2 separate regions of the Mus musculus genome follow, and region 1 is linked to region 2. A link is a contact called in public ChIA-PET data. All regions are on one chromosome and are shown on one strand. The core of a region is the stretch at or near the end of the contact, and the rest is flanking DNA. Distances in the headings are between cores, read along the strand shown. Region 1 holds the start of Cycs (cytochrome c, somatic). Region 2 has its middle 140 kb from the start of Gm38805.

What was found. ChIA-PET counts read pairs in DNA pulled down with a chosen protein or histone mark.
Region 1: a contact with region 2 is called in an RNA polymerase II ChIA-PET map of memory CD8 T cells, with 5 times the contacts expected there. The contact joins the promoter of Cycs here to the enhancer-like site in region 2. A contact is called at or near these places in 1 of 39 promoter capture datasets (liver) and 4 of 115 datasets of contacts at active chromatin or transcription factors (bone marrow-derived macrophages, embryonic stem cells, memory CD8 T cells and 1 more).

What each region holds. Positions count from the first base shown.
Region 1 is chr6:50,564,298-50,570,592 of GRCm38.p6, reverse strand. It overlaps Cycs (cytochrome c, somatic), which reads left to right and starts at 4,024. Exons shown (of 3, transcript NM_007808.5): 1 at 4,024-4,177; 2 at 4,925-5,101; 3 at 5,208-6,295. The coding sequence starts at 4,933. The coding sequence ends at 5,356. 5430402O13Rik (RIKEN cDNA 5430402O13 gene) reads right to left here and starts at 3,950. Exons shown (of 3, transcript NR_027892.1): 1 at 3,571-3,950.
Region 2 is chr6:49,969,580-49,976,339 of GRCm38.p6, reverse strand. No RefSeq gene overlaps it. Among named protein-coding and RNA genes, the nearest start is that of Gm38805, 140 kb to the left of the region's middle. Within about 2 kb of position 2,644, at least 32 of the 459 cell types and tissues checked have an H3K27ac peak or open chromatin away from gene starts, as enhancers often do. A contact at or near this core is called in memory CD8 T cells, where this site is marked.

The sequences.
Region 1 (6,295 bases), core at 2,775-5,274, 590 kb before region 2:
TAGTACCGTATAATTCCGCATAAGGACTAAGGGCTTACTGGTGCAAGTTCCAAAGGCCAAAGAATCTAGAATTGCTTGTCCTACAGCTAAGAAGGGAGCTCTGGCTCCTGAGGAGACAGCAGGAATGCCCTTCTCTGCTTCTTTGTTTCCTCTAGGCCCTCAACCAATTGCATCTGCCTACCCATTTTGGATGAAAGAGGATGTCTTTAATCCACTAATTTTGAAATGCCAGTTTCTTGGAGATAATTTATTGACATACCTAGAAATAGTACTGGCTACCTGGATATTATAGAATCCAGTCAAGCTGACAAATATCCATCTCAGCACATGTAAAATTTCAGATTTGCAAGATGAAGGAGTTCTATGTACAGATATTGGTCAGTTGCATAATATACCTGTACTTAATACCACCAAACAAAACATAGCAAACTTTATGTGGTGTGTTTTATCACAATAAAAAGGAGGAAATTAAACTATAAATCTAATTAAGAAAGCTATCTTAGTCCGGGTTTCTATTTCTGCACAAACATCATGACCAAGAAGCAAGTTGGGGAGAAAGAGTTTAATCAGCTTACACTTCCACATTGCTGTTCATCACCAAAGAATTCAGGACTGGAACTCAAGCAGGTCAGGAAGGTTGAGCTGATGCAGAGGCCATGGAGGGATGTTACTTACTGGCTTGTTTCCCTGGCTTGCTCAGCTTGCTTTCTTGTAGAACCCAGGACTACCAGCCCAGGGATGGCACCACCCACAGTGGGCCCTCCCACCCTTGATCACTAATTGAGAAAATGCCTTACAGCTGGATCTCCTGGAGGCATTTCCTCAAGGGAGGCTCCTTTTTCTGTAATAACTCCAGTGTGTGTCAAGTTGACACACAAACCCAGCCAGTATAAAAGTCATGTATCGATCTGACATTTCTCTATTCTACTCCCTGGCCTGCCTTCAGAATACAGTGGCTGGCATTTTGTTATTAGTTTGTCTGTCTGTCTGTCTGTCTGTCTGTCTCTCTCTCTCTCTCACACACACACACACACGATAGCCTCATGGAAGAGAGTGTCAAATGGTGGGAAGCACAAGATGTCTCAAAGCAAAGAAGGAAGCAAGAGGGACCAGGCTTGCTCCTTCATAATAGCTGACTCTCTTAGGGACTAATCCACTCATGAGAGAACTAATGTTCCCTTACAACCAGAGCCCAAGATAACTCTTCATGAAGAATGACGGTGCAAGAGACCTGATGGAGAAGTCATGTTTCATTAGGCCCTTCCTCTTAAAGGTCCCACCACCTTCCAATACTGTTAACTGTGGAGCAAGCTTCCAGAATATGAATCTTTGAAGAATAAACTAAACTAAAATTGTGTCCAAATTGTAAGCAGAGAGACACTTCTTGTTGTTTCTTCTTCCTCTTCCTCTTCTCCCTCTTCTTTTCTTCCCGTCTCCCTTCTCCTTCCCCTTCCTCTTCTTCCTCCTACTCCCTTTCTTCCTCCTCCTCCTCCTTCTTTGATTTTTTTTTTTTAAGACAGGGTTTCTCTGTGTAACAGCCTTGGCTGCCCTGGAACTTTCTTTCTACTCCTGGCTGTCCTAGAACTCACAGAGATCTGCCTGCTTCTGCCTCCTTAATTTTGGGATTGAAGACATGCGCCAATGTCTGGAAAAATCCTATCTTCTTAACGTTTCCGTTTCCCTGGGATGGTTTTAGACCTTCTGAGAGATTCATTCACCTTGCAAAAATGAGAGTAGGAACCTAGGCCCTTTAGTTTTTCTTAAAATATATAATATATGCTATTTAAAGCTTCTACTAAAATTTCCTCCTCCTCAATCAAAACATGGAACGGGGGGCGGGGCCACAAGGAGTCTGTTGTTTGGAGGTGGACAATGTGTTCTGTCCACGCTGAGTCTAGGGCTGGCTATGGACTGAAAGGAAACCATCTCTGGCTGTACTAGAAGCTCAGCAAATGAAAAGCCTAGCTCAGAGAAGGTGGCTTGGGGCAGCTCTGGCAGGAATGCCTAGGTAATGCTGCTGCACTTCAATCTAAAGCATCCGATCCACTTATTCCCTGTACGTGAAGAACATCCTAATAGTGATTTGTTCATAGTTTTTTTAAAAAAATACGCAATCCACTATATTGAAAAGAGAGGCATTTGCTTTAAAACAATTACAACTCTTACCAGCCACTCTCCTTCCCAAAGGATAAGAATAGATAGAGCAATGGCTTTGAGATAGGGTTGGGATGCCGAGTCTTTTAAATTCAGACTCCATTTTAGAGAACCTGACCTAAGTTTGAACTCAGGTAAACTAACAGGCTGGTACCTAGCATTAGTTTCCAAGTTGCCCCCCAAAAGAAACCCAAGCCAAAACCAAACACTCCCCTCCCCCACATACACACATAAAACACAAACAAGAGCAACTCACAGCCAACTCGTTTATAAACGAAAAATGGTATCTTCTGTTCCACAAAGAAACGATATTGAGAGAACAATGACTTCAGTAAGAACTACTTTTTCTTTGGAGAAATAAGGAAGGCAGTATCAGGACTTGATTTAAGGACATATTGAATGTCTACAGATTTGCTACATCAGGTCTTTAAAAACTTTAAGAGTTTGATAAATAAGCCTATATACAAATAACTTAAAATAAACCTACATAAGGACTAAGTCTAAATGCTGAACGAGTACCCCCAAAAGCTAGGACAGTTTAATAACAATGAAAATACATCAGACCTCCTTATCTATGGTTCCCATATCCATGTCTTCAGAAATCAGCAGATCACATCACATACTATGTAGTTAGGCTTACAATATTCTCACCAATACAGAATGACTAGCGTTTTTGTCATTTTCCCTAAGTGACACCATACAGCACTGCATTTGGCAGTATAAGTTATAATCTAGAAATTATTTAAATATTGGGGAGATTGTGTAGATTATATACAAATATTACATCATTTCATGTGAAGGACTTAAACACCCATGGAATTCTGTATGGGTTCTGGGGATTGTTCTGGAATCAACTATCCCTGGGAATACCTAACAACTATACTCACACAAACTGACATCTTTGAGCAGATAGGACCAGTGGCTGGAAAGAGATCTATTGAGACTTTAGACCAGCCTTCTAACATCTCATGTTAATCTGATGGCGGAAGGAAAAGTGGTAGAATATAAACAAGCTCAACCAGAATATGTGAGTTCATACTGAGAAGGGCCCGGCACACACCAGGCATCTATAAACACACGATAAACTATGTCAAGGCTAGACAGAACATAGGGAATGGACCGACATTCATCTGAATTTGGGAGAGGGGAGTAATGAAGAAAACGTCCAGTGGCAGAATTTAAAGTGTCTGTGAGTTCGTTTTGAAGTACACCAGGAAAGTATGCTAAGGAGACTTCCATTTCCAATATGGTCAGAAGGGATGCCAAGTCTAGCGGATTCCCGGGAATCCTCTACTCAGGCGAATCCTGCTTCTCCCTTAAAGCTTGCCTGCACACCCTCCTCGTTTTCTACAAACACTAGGGGAAGAAAACAGGGACTCTGGGTAAGATGTGATCCTGTCTGCCACTTGTGCGTACCTTCCCCAGCTTTGAGGCTCTCACTGGGAGAGCAGGAAGATGGTTTAACAGAGTAAAGGTCACCAGCAGGCGTCCACTGCGAGGCCAGTGCAGTTGCGCCAGCCAGGAAGCCTTGACCAAGCCTGGGTAAAGGTCGCCAGCACACCGGCCGGCAGTCTCAGCACTCCCCGTGGGCGGAGGCCGAAGGAGTCCTAGGGCCGGGCGTTACCTGAGCCGAGCCACACCCGGATCCCAAGGGAGCATCGGCCCCGCTACTTGCCCTCGCCATCTCGCAGGCCAGAGGGTGACGTCACGCACGTCCACGCCTTACGTCCTAAGGCCTGTCGTAAGTGTCGGGCAAACGAGGCCTCTGAAGGAAGGGCGCCCTCTGGGCACATCCTACCATGCTAGCTCGCATGCGCGCGCACAAACCTGTCCTGGAGCCAATGAGGTGCGGTTACGTCACGGCGCAGCAGACGGCGCTACCGCACGTCGGGCCGCGGACGGGCGGAACAAGTGTGGTTGCACCGACACCGGTACATAGGCGCGGGCCGGCGTGTCCTTGGGCTAGAGCGCGGGACGTCTGTCTTCGAGTCCGAACGTTCGTGGTGTTGACCAGCCCGGAACGGTGAGCGCGCGACGGGGATGCGGACCGGGAACGGGGCGAGGAGGCCGGGGCAGGCCTAACCTACAAAGCCATGCAGAACTGTGGCACGGCTGGAGGCGGCGTGGGTGTAGGACCGGGGCCCGGAGTTCTAGAAGGAACTCGCCCGCCGCCCCTTCTGAGAGCAGAAGCTGCTGTTCCTTCAGGACTGGGCCAGTTCTTTTCCTGATTAAGCATCTGGGAGGGTGGGTTTGTAAAGTCGTAGTCACCCCTGGGATCTCAACGTGAGAGTGAGACGGTTCCTTCCCCAGTCCTCCCTCGCCTTCCCGTGCCGGACTAAAGCAAGAGAGAAGAGACTTAACCTCCTAATGAGACCGGAGCAGGCGGAAGCACTTAGGATCACCCCCAGCCTCCCTTATCTTTGGAAGTGACTTTAATCGGCAGCACTGACAGCAGTTTAGCATTCTGAAATGTTAAGAGTTGTAGTGGTTTTGCTTTAATGAGTCCGGTTTCATATTTGTGACTTTTTGACCTTGCCTTCTTCGGAAACTGGGGTTTGAGCTGTGGGTTTCCATTTCCCTTGGCATGGACCTGTCTTGAGCACAGACTTGCTTTAAAGGAGAGTCTCCTAGGTGATGTATTTGCTATTGAAGAATATTGCAAGTGGACTGAGTTAGCACCCTGCCTGGTGTTAAGAGGACATAAGAATAGCGGTTTGAATGGTCATTGGGATCCGTAGTACGTTTTACTGTTGGATCTTTTCCCTTTTAGAATTAAAAATGGGTGATGTTGAAAAAGGCAAGAAGATTTTTGTTCAGAAGTGTGCCCAGTGCCACACTGTGGAAAAGGGAGGCAAGCATAAGACTGGACCAAATCTCCACGGTCTGTTCGGGCGGAAGACAGGCCAGGCTGCTGGATTCTCTTACACAGATGCCAACAAGAACAAAGGTAACGGGGGGAGCTGCTGTCAGCCACAGCACAGGTTGCTTGGGTTAACCAGTGCAGAATTACCAGGTGTGTAAAACACTTAACCTCTGCATCTCTTTCTGTTTAGGCATCACCTGGGGAGAGGATACCCTGATGGAGTATTTGGAGAATCCCAAAAAGTACATCCCTGGAACAAAAATGATCTTCGCTGGAATTAAGAAGAAGGGAGAAAGGGCAGACCTAATAGCTTATCTTAAAAAGGCTACTAATGAGTAATTCCACTGCCTTATTTATTACAAAACAAATGTCTCATGGCTTTTAATGTACACCATAATTTAATTCACACACCAAATTCAGATCATGAATGGCTAGCAATGTTTTTGTTGGACAGTCCTGATTTAAGTAAAACTGACTTGTCATAAAGTGGGTACGGTCTTTATTAAAGCAACAGTTCCAGTTGTATACATGCTACCACGGCTCTCCCTTTCTCAAGATAAGATTGGACTTAATTAGCAATGTTTTACTTTCCATAAATAGGGGCATGTCACCTCAAACCTACTAAATGGTTTTATACTTAGATTTATATAACTGGGCATATGAATATGCTTAAACACTGGGAAAATTCTATCACTGTCTCAGAAACAAGAAGACTCAAATGTGTTTCAGTTTGTGTTCACTGGCCTCTTTCAGGTCATGGCTAACCACCAGGAGGCAACTGTCTATTCTTGACAGTGCAGTTTTAATTAGAATTCCCTACATCAAGGATGTTGCCTTTTACTATTGAAAGGCATTTACTGTGGTTTATGTATGATATCAAATAAAGAGTATTTAACACTTCTTTATAGTTGATCTGCAAATTAAAATGCTTTTAGAAACAAGCAAGTTAGGCCTTTTAAATTCTCTATTTTCTAAGACTAAGTTGTAAATCAGAATTGTCCTTAAATACCCACTCAGAAACACACATAACTGGAATTCGATTAGGAATGGCACTCTTTGCTAACTTACTAGATGGAAAGATGGAAATAAAGGAAATAGTTTGTATCAGCAGAAAGAAGATAATTAAAACAACCACAGATCGTGATCCTTTGATTGTGCTTTGTTTAATGACAGTTAACATATCTTTAGTTGTTTAAATGTTCCCTGGTATAAAGCCATGGTCTAGTGAAGGTACTAGGTGCTCTTACCTTGATATCTCGGGCAACTCCGACTACAGCC
Region 2 (6,760 bases), core at 1,395-3,894:
GTGGTGGTGCATAGCAGCCTGGAAATTTACTTCTAAGAGCTCTGACATCCTCTCTGGTTTCCAGGAGCACCAGACATAACATGTGCAAACATTCATGTACATAAAAAGAAAACAAATAAATCTTAAACAAAAGCAAACCAAAAAAACTTCAGAGACTCAACACAATAGGAGACGCAGGTGGCACCCAGGTGTGCCTAGCCAGGCAGTTCTTTGGGTGGCCGTGATGCAGGAAGTGACCCAAGGAGGTCAGTATATTTCCATTGAGAACTCTTGTTATACTCTGGGTTATAATTTTCTTACACTCCATTCTTTCCAAACAGCTAAACATAGAAAAGAGTGTTTTGAATATTTAATTCTAGAAGGTGTGCATCACTTTCTGGGTCAAAGTTGCCCCATTAAGAACCATTCACATCTCTCCAGAAGACGTGAGAGGACTAGGAAATGTGGAATATCTCATTGAGAGAGATAAAAAGGTTCAGAGAGTATCTAACCAAGGTTTGTCATGACAGAAACCTGAGAAAAGTATAAGGAGAGTGCACAGACAGTTAATGACTGGAGAAGCCTGGGCCACAGTGCTATGTGTTAGTGGTCATAAACAAAAACCCAGAGAGAAGGATCAAGGCCAGTGCAGCCAGGCGAACACGTAGCAGATGTGCTAAGGGTAGTTAGGTGTTAGAAAACAAAGGCCAGGGCCAGATAACGCCTGAGTCTTCAGGAAACATTCATTGTATTGTATGTATTGTTAGGAAAAGGAAGTTACTGAGGAGGTTGGATTTTGGGGATGTATCCTTGAGAGGTCCAGAAACATAGACCACTTTCATTTAGTAGCTCTAATCCCAGAATTTCAGACACATGGGATTTATTAGGTATGAGCCATGTAAGCTTAAAGCTACGTGGATACATAAACATGCTAGTATCTTTCATTGATGGAATACCAAATATTTGTCAGGTACTACACACACACACACACACACACACACACACACACACACACAAGCCTATCCCTCTTATCCTGCTAATCTTTCTTCAGTCTACTAGTTTTCCTTACTTGCCATGAAAAAACAATTTAGAGAGACTGTCTTGCCACACACTCTGCGTGATGGAGCTAGCATCTGAGCATATTCAATCCAACCCTTTATCCCAAGGCACAGTGCAGTCCCATCTAGGCCCCCACATACCCTGAAAAAACACATGCATATGTAAAAGGAATATTTAATAACCCAGTGCATCAAATAGCTGTTGTTGCATAACAAACCTCCCAAAAATATAGTGCTTTAAAAACAATTCGTCATTATTTTCCACAAAGCTGTGGGTTGGCTGGGCAGTTCTGTTGATGTGGGCTAAAGTTGGCTGGCTTGGGATACTGTCTTTCCTGTAACTATGGGCAGCCAGCAAATTGACCGGGGGACTGTCTGGTCCAGCACGGCCCCAGTTGGGTGATCTGACTTAGCTCCCCTTAGTTTCTTCTCCACCAGTTTTTAGTCTTGTGTTATTATTCACATGGTGGTGGCAAACTTTAAGGAGAGACTAGAAGCACACCAGGGCTCTTGAGGAGCAGACTTCAAACTGACATACCACCATGCTTGCCTTGTTGGCCCAAGAGGCTAAGACTAGTCCTTATTCAAAAGTAGTTAAGAATAATCAACCCCCCTACAATAAAGTACCGAAAAGTCTCCTTCCCAAAGGCTGAATGGAAAGAAGAGGAGAGAATGGGGTCTTTTTTTTTTAAGTCAGCTTACTGAATCTAGTATCTATAGACATTTTTCTCCTAAAAATAAAAATAAGAAGAGCAGATGGAGAATAGAGTGCTATCCTAAGGTGTGGCTGCAATGGTTAATCTGTTGTCCACTTGGCTGGGGTTACACACACCTCTCAGTGTGTCTGTGATGGCGCTTCCAGAGAGAATTAACTGAGGAGGGAAGACCAATTTAAAAGGATGTGGCCTTGTCCCAGCGGCTGGGATCCCAGAGCAAAGCAAAGAAGAAACCCAAGCACAGATGATAAGTGTCACAGACCCATGAGCCACCACATCAGCACCTGGTCCCCCTTCTGCACCATGGTGGATGCTATCCCCCGCCACACACACACATATATCACACACACACACACACCACACAACACACACATACACACACACACACACACACATCACACACACACCACACACACATCACATACATCTCACACATACGCTCACACATACACCACACACACACACTTACATGCCACACACAAACACACACCACACACATACACACATACACACAACACACACACACATACACACCACACACACATACACACATCACACACACACACATACACCACACACACACACACCACATACAAACATATACACAAACACACACACACATGCCACACACACACACCACACACACACACACACACATACACACATAACACACACACATATACACCACACACACATCACACACACACACACACACACACACACACACACACACACACACACACATATACACCACACATACACATATCACACACACACACACACACACACACACACACACACACACACATCCTTTCTGTGCTTGTGTTGCTTTTGGTCACGTGTTTGATCCCAGTGACAAGAAGAGTAACCAACACAATGGTTTTTCTGACTTGTGCAATAGCACCAGAATCTTGTTCCTTCCCATTGGCCTAGGAAGTGTAGAAATGGACAAGGCTTTAAACGGATAAACAGCTCTTTTCATTTAGGAAGGCAGGGCATGAAAATAACCACTTCTGGGCACATAAAATAGCTTTTCCGTAGAAGAATTTTAAAAAGCAAAACAAAACTGAAAATTTGACTTCCTGTGTGCCCTGCAGAGAAAAGAGGGGGTGGGGTGAAGGGAGAAGCTGTGAATGCGTGATGAGCAGCTGGCTTTTATTTTTAAACACATATTATTGCTATACGGATTTTTTTTTTTGAAGAGGGGGCCTTACTAAGGGCTTCTAACAAGCAGGAATATCATTTCAAGTGAGCGCTAACGAGACTGACTATATTTTCAGAATAAAGTAAGGCTTTGCATTGTAACCTTTTTTCCCCTTTAGTATATAAAACCGAGAAAAGAAACACAAGGAATGCTGAGAGGCACAAGTGCTACTTAGTCCTCTAGGTGGTCAAGGACTATTTAGAACCCGAGTTGGGCTTTATCCACTGTGGACACATATCATCAGCCTACACTAGGACCTACATGGGATGCTTTTGTGAGCCTTCATCTCCGGAGCCTGTTACTACTGAAGACTGTTCCGAGGGAGAAATGCAAGGCCACTGTGGCAAATGGGGTGCTGCTGGACTTCGAGGCACACAAGTCTGATCAAGGTAAAAGTACAATCAATAGTCACAAAATCCCAGAGAGTAGGGACCAGAGACTCCTGGTTCTTCATGACCACTTAGTAATAAAGTTGGCAATGGTAAGGCAGCTGACCCATAATTAAAGTGTTTTGTAGCGGATTTGCTGTTGGTTATTCTTTTATTCTGTGGAGATGGGAAGTGCAGTAGAGTGAATGTAAGGTTCAGTGCACACTGAGCAAGTGCTCTACCTCTGAGCTAACTCCCTGCTCATCCTGGGTTTCCAGTGACTGGTAGCGCTAATTCCTATGGCTTTCACTAAGGCTGAATGGAAAAAGTGTCCATGAAGATGAGAGGAGGAGACACAAAGCAGGGAAGGAGAGTCTAAATGAGCAGTCGTGATAGCAAGGGGCTAAATCTAAACAGAACTGAATACAACTGAGGGGAGGGGGAGGGTCCTGTGCAAACCAAGCTAAGGGTGGGGGAAGGGCCCTGTGCAAACCATGCTAAGGGTGGGGGGAGGGCCCTGTGCAAACCAAGCCAAGGGTTGGGGGAGGGCCCTGTGCAAACCAAGCCAAGCAAGCCTTTGGGTCAGCACAGACTGATGGTGCTGATTCATGACCTTGGCTTTGTTAGACCTCGGTTGATAGACCTGTGCTCTATCAACAAAACCCTAGCCATTCCTAACCACAGCTTCTCATCTCCCAAATCAACGCAACGGGGTCAAGAGATTTTTTTTTTTTCTAATTACAACTTTCACTCTTTCTTCTGGAAAAAAGTTAAAATAGCATTGTAAAATTATGTGCCAATTTCAAGAGGCCTGTGAATAGATGATTGTCAACACTGAATGTCACCTTGGGTCTCTCTGTTGCTGAGCACACACATGAGGAAAGCAAAACACATTTTTATGGGTAAGAAAGATTTGGACATGGACAAATGGGACCTCATAAAATTGCAAAGCTTCTGCAAGGCAAAAGACACCGTCAATAAGACAAAAAGGCCACCAACAGATTGGGAAAGGATCTTTACCTATCCCAAATCAGGGGACTAATATCCAATATATATAAAGAACTCAAGAAGGTAGACTCCAGAAAATCAAATAACCTCATTAAAAATGGGGCTCAGAGCTAAACAAAGAATTCTCACCTGAGGAATACCAAATGGCTAAGAAGTACCTGAAAAAAGGTTCAACATCCTTAATCATCAGGGAAATGCAAATCAAAACAACCCTGAGATTCCACCTCACACCAGTCAAAATGGCTAAGTTCAAAAATTCAGGTGACAGTAGATGCTGGCGAGGATGTGGAGAAAGAAACACTCCTCCACTGTTGGTGGGATTGCAAGCTTGTACAACCACTCTGGAAATCAGTCTGGCGGTTCCTCATAAAATTGGACATAGTACTACCGGAGGATCCCGCAATACCTCTCCTGGACATATATCCAGAAGATGTTCCAACCGGTAAGAAGGACACGTGCTCCACTATGTTCATAGCAGCCTTATTTATAATTGTCGCGCCCGCTCTCGACCAGCAAGAACGACGCGACCACCAGTCCTTCTAACAGCAGTTTATTCAGTCCTGATTCTTCTTGTTTATATCTCCCCCGAACCCTGGGCCTCTCACTCCTTTTATACTCTCTCTCATCCACGCACCGCAGGCCACGCCCCCTCGCCAGTCACGAGGCTTCAGCTAATCAGGGCAGCAGGGGCAAATCTCCACCAAATTGGATTCACCTGTATCCTGGTACACCTGCGCAGCACTCAAGATGTTTGTGTCTTATATGAGGAAGTCAGGTGCAAGTCATATGACTTAGCTGCAGTCCCTGGCGCCTTTGGGACTGCCGCCACACCCGCTCCCCACAATAATAGCCAGAAGCTGGAAAGAACCCAGATGTCCCTCAACAGAGGAATGGATACAGAAAATGTGGTACATTTACACAATGGAGTACTACTCAGCTATTAAAAAGAATGAATTTATGAAATTCCTAGGCAAATGGATGGACCTGAAGGGCATCATCCTGAGTGAAGTAACCCAATCACAAAAGAACTCACATGATATGTACTCACTGATAAGTGGACATTAGTCCAGAAACTTAGAATACCCAAGATATAAGATACAATTTGCAAAACACAGGAAACTCAAGAAGGACGAAGACCAAAGTGTGGACACTTTGCCCCTTAGAATTGGGAACAAAACACCCATGGAAGGAGTTACAGAGACAAAGTTTGGAGCTGAGACAAAAGGATGGACCATCTAGAAACTGCCATCTCCAGGGATCCATCCCATAATCAGCTTCCAAACGCTGACACCATTGCATACACTAGCAACATTTTGCTGAAAGGACCCAGATATAGCTGTCTCTTGTGAGACTATGTTGGGGCCTAGAAAACACAGAAGTGGATGCTCACAGTCAGCTATTGGATGGATCACAGGGCCCCCAATGGAGGAGCTAGAGAAAGTAACCAAGGAGCTAAAGGGATCTGTAACCCTATAGGTGGAACAAAAATATGAACTAACCAGTACCCCCCGGAGCTCGTGTCTCTAGCTGCATATGTATCAGAAGATGGCCTAGTCATCCATCAGTGGAAAGAGAGGCCTTTATATGCCTCAGTACAGGGGAACACCAGGGCCAAGAAGTGGGAGTGGGTGGGTGAGGGAGTGGGTGGGGGAACATGTGGGGGACTTTTGGGATAGCATTGGAAATGTAAATGAAATAAATACCTAATTTTTTTTGGCTCTATCAGCTTTTTTATTCAGTGCTAAACAGTCAGCCTTGAAAACATACATATAAGTGAAATTGTATGGACTGAACAAGTTACATTTAGGGATACATATGTATATACTTATACAATATATGAATGCAATAATAATTGATTTAAAAAGAGGCTGTGAGTTCAAATGAGAGTGGAAGAGGGGAATATGTGAAGGTCTGGATGGAGGAAAGGGAAGGGAGAAAATATGTAATTGTATTATAATCTCAAAAATCTTTAAAATATTTTATTATTTTTAATTATGTATAGGTGTGTCTTTGCATGTGAGTATTTATACATAGGGGCAGGTGCCTGCAGAGACCAGAGGCATCAGACTTTCTGGAGCTGGGATTGCAGACAGTAGTGAATCATCTGATTTGGGTGCTAGGAACTGGACCTAGATCCTCTGAAAAGCGGTGTTTATCTTTACCACTGAATTGTCTTGCCAGCCCCTCTATTAACACTTTTGGTCATAAATGTATTATAGTCATTCTTTAGCGTCCATAGAGGACTTGTTACAGGCTGTTTACAAATACCAAATAAATACTTAATTTAAAGAAAAAAAAGAAAGATTTGGACACCTCTGGAAACATGAGATTTAGACAAAAAGGTTATTGGGTTTTTGTTGATTTTTGAGTTGTGTAGGTAAGATTTAAATAATACAGTTGTGAAGACAGACTATAGCTGGAGACCAC